Regions from separate parts of the Mus musculus genome. Here region 1 is linked to region 2. A link is a contact called in public Hi-C data. All regions are on one chromosome and are shown on one strand. Each heading gives the region's core, a stretch centred on a gene start, on an enhancer-like site or on the middle of the called end of the contact. The rest is flanking DNA. Distances are from core to core; before and after follow the strand shown. Region 1 overlaps A230108P19Rik (RIKEN cDNA A230108P19 gene). Region 2 holds the start of Echdc3 (enoyl Coenzyme A hydratase domain containing 3).

Region 1 (3,418 bases), core at 15-2,514, 55 kb before region 2:
ATAACGTAAGCAATAAACCAAATCTGCAACATCTGTGGCCTCTGTGGATACCAGACATGCACGTAGTACACAGACATCCATGCAGGCAAGACACTGATAGACATAAAATGAAAATAAATACATCTTTAAAATCTTTAAAAAGAATAATGATAAAGTTCTGACAAATCTCAAAAACAGTCTAGTAAGGGGGAGCAACATGAGGATTTGTGTGGAAGACGACACGGATGGTTTGTGGGGAGGCTGCTAAGACACATTCATTGGGAGCTGCAGGATGCCCAGGAAAGTGTTGCTGTTGGTGTGACATGTGGCTGGATGAGAATAAATGTGACCATGCAGACACACCCGACAAAACCTACACAGATTCAGAGCTGCTGCCGTACAACCACGGAGTTACCTGGAGAGGATGGTAGCAACTTGGCGGCTGCCAGAATTGTCTCACTCCTATCTGCAAAAACTCACAGGGTAAGAATTCATAAACAGTGGGACTGTATTTCTCACAGCATGTTTCTCTCAAGCTGGGGAGTTCAAGATGATGATGCCAGGGACTATGGTGTCTGGTAAGAACCATGGTCTTGGCTTTCAAAGGTAGTACTTTCAACTCTGTATCTTTCAAAGGTGACAAAGCCCAGGTCCTCATCGTTGGGGAGATGGAAAAAGACATGAGTCCTTTTATAAAAGGCCCTCATGTCCTCTCAGGAGGTCCCTAAAGTAACCCACCAGGAACCCGCTCTCATGCTCTCATGACTGAATCCCTTAGAGGCCCATCTCTTAATAATACAGTAGGAATTAATATTTTTCTACACCCATAGAATTACTTTCACGATGAGGATACATTCATGTCTCTCTTGTGCAATGAAAACTAATCTGAGGAGAGTGGAAAAGATAGGAACATGACATCTGTCTTCCTTAGCCGGATATGTGCTACAGATGGGACTGGCTGGGGAGCTACATGCTGGGAAGGTATGACTTCTCCCCCGAGAAACTGGATGAAAGTGCTGTCCCTCCTGGTCTCCACTTCTGAAATGGGCTCCTGTCTCTTGGGTCGCATCTCTGTTACCTGGGAGGTCCAGCTCTGTTCCAAACAGGCATGACATTTCAGCCCTATACCCACAGCCTCTGAATGAAGAGTGCACAAGCCGACGCTGGAATCACTGGACTACTGCGTATGTAAATGCCTTTGAAAAGTGACACACTTCCCTAAGTGAACAGAGTCTCACTGGCATATGATCATCCACACTACAGCAGTGACTCAACGTCAGGTCTGTGTTGGCCTCTGTCCAGTGTGGAGGTGGGGTTTGCTATGCAGCAGACACAGGCCAGTTCATTTCTACACAGCTTAACTTCCCTGTGCCGTTGGCATCTGTGGTTTTAGAACAGATTACTGAACTGGCGTTTTAACGAGTCCCCTGTGAGAGACTCTGTGAGTGACAAGGGCGGTGAGACTCTACCATCACCCTGGACCTGAGAAGTGACAGACATCGAAGGTAAAGCCAGGTCAGACTGGAAAACAAATAAACCAAAAACAAAGCACGCGTCTGGGGACAGGAAGAAAGGTGGGAATCCAAGAAGATTGGGTATCAGCAGGGTACTGCTTCCCCGGGAGATTTTTCTTCATGCTGCATCTTCTGCCTTTTTGTTTTTCCAGCTGAGAGGTTAACAGGAGGAAGCCTAGACAAGCCCTACATCTGCAGAGAATGTTCGGCATCGAATATTAACCACATTTCAAGCTTCTATTTCCTTTGGAGAGAGATAAAACATTTTCTTTTCATATCAATCCAACTAATGTGCATGTAAAAAATAATTTGCTGGCGGTGATTATAGTCACAGATGCTCTGAGTCAGGCAGCACCTTCCTTTCGTCATTAATTTAATGAATGGTGACTTCTACAGAGGGTCATGTGGGATTACGGTCTTGGCTCTCTGAAATTATCATAAGAAAATGTGATCAAATACTTAATCCCAAATCTCACTGTAACAATCAGAAGTGTGTGTGGTGCTTGTGTGTGTTTGTGTGTTTGCGTGGGTACGTATATGTGTGTTTAAATGTGTGTGTGTATGTGTGTGGTGTTTGTGTGTGTGTATTTGAATGTATATACGTATGTATGGTGCTTGTGTGTGTTTATATGCCTGTGTGTATGTATGTGTGTTTGTGTTTAAATATGTGTGTATGTATGTGAGGTATTTGTGTGTATGTGTGTGTTTGTATATGTATGCATATTTGTGTGTGTTTGTGTGTGTTATCTATTACAATCAATCACTGAGATTCTTAGAAGCAAAACAACCCCAAGTAAAATTCTCTTGTTTCTGTTGCTGATTCTTCTAGGTCACACACAGAGATAACAACACACTCTCGCATATAAATCTGTTTGGAGCTTTTCCTAATGGAAGTGTTGGAGAAACGTCTGTTGATTCTTTCAAGATCTCTTTGAGGTATTCCCTTACTGACACCTGTTCAGACCTCACTAGCCAACCAAGGTTCACAACCCAGCAGCCTCCACTGTGCAGTGAGGTTTGGTTAGAACAGGAGACTCTGCCACAACAAAACTTCCATCACAGCATCCCCAGCTGTGACTTACCACAACAAGCTAAGACTCCTCTGTCTGGCTTTCCTGGATTGCAGGATCCAGCGCCTCCAGCTTGTCTCATCTTTGTTCTCCCTGACCTGGGTGCTGGCCTTGACCCCAATATTTTGTTTCCTCCTTAGAGTCTCTAACTATGGGCATCCCAGGAAGAACACTCCTCTTTGTGGCCTTCACGTCTCTGCCTTGACCAATTCAGGTCCCATCAAAAGTCTCGCTTTCATCCACCATCCCTGTCTTCAGCCACTGAAGTCAGAAACACACCCATCCAAACCCCTGTTCTCAGAAGCAGCGGACTAGCTGGAGATTGGGGGGAGGGAAATGACAAAAGACACCCCCACCCCCACCCCTTAGCAACTGAGGTCAACTACTTAAGAGCCAGAAAACACAGGAAACAAACAAGAACTTCCTGGGTTAAACTGGTAAAGACTCCCTTTGCGTGGAACGATACTTCTGGATGCATTCGCACTGGGTACTTTCTTCACAGCTGTGACCAAATACCTAAGAGAAGCCACTCAAGAGAGGAAGGGTGTTAGCTCATGGTTTCAGGGGGATTTCAGTCCAACACGGTGGAGTTCACAGTGGCAGAGCATCAGGAAGCAGAGAACAAGAATGGAAGTAGAGTTAGCTGTTAGGGTCCTCGAAGGCTTATCCCTACTGGTCTACATCTGACAGCTAGCACCAGGTTCCCAAGATTCCAGAACCTCTCAAAACAGTGCCACAAGCAGGGACAAGTGCTCAAACACTTGTGCCTGTGAGGGACATTTTACATACAAACCAAAATAGTGAGTAATGGTAAATCCACCAAACATGTATGAGCAAGTCACACATTCACTGAAC
Region 2 (3,052 bases), core at 71-2,570:
AGGAAATGGAGGGGTGAAGGGTAGTGGGAGAGTCTTCAATGATATTTTGAAATATCACCTTATACACTGTTTTGTCCTGTTATAAAGCTGAGGATGACAGCTTCGCAGTGGGCAGTGACGGTATATGCTTTTAATCCCGGCACTCACGAGGCAGAGGCAAGTGGATCTCTGTGGGTTTGAGGCTACCCAAGTTCCAGGACAGCCAAGACTACATAGAGAAACCCCGTTTCAAAACAAAAGGAAAAAACAAGCCCCTTGTGTGACTTTTTCTAGGATGACATCCACAGAGCAAAGAAACGATTCTACCCAAGGCTAGCTTAGGGAACCGGTAAGTCTACTGGGGTTACCTCTGTAGGTAGGGGTGAGGAGCTACTTGCAGGAGCACAAAAGACTCAAAGGCAGCTGCATGGATTAAAATCCCACAGCAGCACACATAAGACTCACAGAGGCTGCATCCCTGATGCCCCTTCAATGCCTTGCAGGTTGGTCATCTTATAGGACACCCTTGTAAATCTTTTTACTTTCTGAGATTTAATGAATGTATTGTATATACTGTATATCTTGTATATACTGTTATCCTTGCAGAACCCATTGGGAAAGAGTTCGGGCTCCTGGGATGGCACCTCCCTCTAGAAGCAACAAGATCTTAAGAGCTAAGATTATTTATTCTGTGTCTCCCACAAATACCCACATTTGCAAGAATTACCACACCGCAAGGATTTACTTAAAAGCCTTTCACTGTAGGATATGCCTCTCATCTAGCCACTGGGATCCTGAAACGGATTCCAGGCTTCCCCTGGGCGAATGTGGAAAGCCCAAGCTATAAATACCGGTCTCCCGCGTCTGCACGGGAAGATGCAAAACATTCAAAGTTATAGTAGGCTAAACACTCCTTGTGATCCAGGATCACCCACAAGGCATAGGAGAGTTTCCTGTGGGAGGCGTGGGCGCAGCAATGTGGTACATAGCTCCTGCCACTCATCACCGGATGACACTCATTTCACAACATCCGGCACATTCCTGGTGTCGCTACACAAAGAAACGAGCCAACCCAGTTCTCCCCTCCCTTAAACTCCTTCACAGCCTGACTAAATCAAACAAATCACTGGCTCTGGCAAATGAGTTTCATTCTGTGACCTACACCCAGGGCAGGGCCCCGAGCCCCTCCACCCCACCCGCCCCGCTCCACTAGTTTCGCAGCCCGGGTTTGGGGGCGTGGCTCCAGGAGAAGGACACCGGGGCAGGGCTTTGGGGGTGGGGCCCTGAAGGCGGGGCTCTGAGTGACCAGGTCTAAAAGGGAAAAACCCGAGGCCTAGGCTGCTTGCACAGTCAACCTTGCTTTTCTTGGCTGCAATGGCTGTGGTCGCAGGCCTTCGGGCCTTTGGGGTGAAGTGGCCCAGCTGGCTCAGGCGCAACCCATGGGCCCCTCTCTCCGCCGGCTTCTGCAGCCCAGGGTCAGCAGGACCTGCGGGGTCGGAGTCAGAGCCAAGGCTCACCAGCACGCGACAGCAGGACGGAATCAGGTCAGCCTGCAGGCAGTGCCAGGGCTCTCCCTGGAGTTGGGAGCCAGGACTCGGGATCAACAGGCCTTGCCGCCACTAATCCTGAGTTATTTGTCACTGTTCTTTTCGATTTCATCTCGAAAAGATGACATCTTTGGTGGAGGAATCCTTGCATACTGAGTTTACAGGTGTCCCTTCCCTGTGCACACTAATACGAGGCACATGTGAGGGTTGTAAGTGAAAACTTCCTGGTGGCCCCCTAACACGGCTACCGTGCCCAGTTGCCCAGTCGTTTCTGAACATTTCTGCTGGCATGAGCACACATCTATCGCAACAGCCGTTGCCATGACCTCCAAGAAAGCCTATCACAAAAGATCCATGCCCTTACAAACAAAATCAGCAGGCTCCAGGGTTAAGGGCATGCTGAAATGCAGGGTGGGGGAGGTCAATAAGTAAGGATACAGGGCACATGCCCTGATCTCTGCCCCCTTGTGCCACAAACCTAAAAGCCTTAAAGTTTTGTTTGAATCCGTGCACAACCTGGATGTAATGAAGACCCTTTTCAGGCCTGGGCAGCACAAGGCTGTGAAGAGCTACGTTTCCTTGTTTAAGAGCTACAGGTGGAGCTGTTTAAGTGATATGCCCCCTACTCCAGTAAATAGCTCTTCTTAACCCTAGAAGATCATGTTTCACTTTTTAATCCTCACCCAAACTTTTATGTGGTCCTCCAAAAGAATGGAGAGCCAACCTCTGGCCTTTGGCTCTCCCCACACCTCCCCTTCACCCTCAGACCTCTCTATTACTACAGCCTTTAAGGAGCTTAGCACACAGGTCTGCGGATACCCATCCAAGGTGCCCATATTCTGTCTGTCCCCTAACTCCCTACAGACAACCATGGGTGGCCACCACAGGGGCTAAGCATTGGTGGGGCTCAGTAACTAAAGAGCAATCCCATTTCCTGTGGACTCCTTGGCCATCAACAGAGATAGAAACACTCCCAAAGAGAGCCTTAGGGGGCTCTGAAATGTAGAGCCTTCCTTTCTGATTTTTTTTTTTTTTTTGAGACAGGGTTTCTCTGTGTAGCCCTGGCTGTCCTAGAACTCTCTCTATAGACCAGGCTAGCCTTGAACTCAGAAATCTGCCTGCTCCTGCCTCTGAAGTGCTGGGGTTAAAGGCGTGCGCCACCATTGCCCGGCCCTTTATGATTTTTAAAGAGAAGCTTCTAATACTAATACTATAGTCATAAGCTGGGTGTGGTAGCACAGGCTTGTAATCACACCACTCGGAAGGCTGAAGCAGGACAAACCTGAGTTCAAAGCCCTCCAGGACTACATAGCAAGTTCGAGACTAGCCTGGGCTGCATCCCCTCCCCCACCAAATAAAGTCTGCTCATATCTGCTCAGAAATTCTGGCAAGAGATGGAAGACTGAGTCCTTCAGAAGTAAACATGAATCGGGAATCAGAAGAGAAGGGTGATGAGACCAGTTGATTATAGATGATAGGAATCATGTATTAATATTCTACCTGAGCCAAGCATTAGAACAGTACTA

The links. Hi-C and Micro-C count contacts between places; a contact is called where the count stands out from the background.
Region 1: a Hi-C map of uterus shows a contact between it and region 2. The contact joins the enhancer-like site here to the promoter of Echdc3 in region 2. A contact is called at or near these places in 2 of 39 promoter capture datasets (hippocampal neurons and macrophages), 1 of 15 datasets of contacts at CTCF or cohesin (the G1E-ER4 cell line), 25 of 484 Hi-C or Micro-C datasets (B cells, the C10 cell line, the G1E-ER4 cell line and 15 more), 7 of 115 datasets of contacts at active chromatin or transcription factors (astrocytes, bone marrow-derived macrophages, embryonic stem cells and 4 more) and 2 of 9 other capture datasets (adipose tissue and liver).

Annotation. Positions count from the first base shown.
Region 1 is chr2:6,265,612-6,269,029 of GRCm38.p6, reverse strand. The region is part of intron 3 of A230108P19Rik (RIKEN cDNA A230108P19 gene); the gene reads right to left. Among named protein-coding and RNA genes, the nearest start is that of Gm13383, 4.3 kb to the right of the region's middle. Within about 2 kb of position 1,264, at least 164 of the 459 cell types and tissues checked have an H3K27ac peak or open chromatin away from gene starts, as enhancers often do. A contact at or near this core is called in B cells, the G1E-ER4 cell line, adipose tissue and 10 more, where this site is marked.
Region 2 is chr2:6,211,262-6,214,313 of GRCm38.p6, reverse strand. Echdc3 (enoyl Coenzyme A hydratase domain containing 3) reads left to right here and starts at 1,320. Exons shown (of 5, transcript NM_024208.4): 1 at 1,320-1,523. The coding sequence starts at 1,354. All of the region lies in intron 1 of A230108P19Rik (RIKEN cDNA A230108P19 gene), which reads right to left.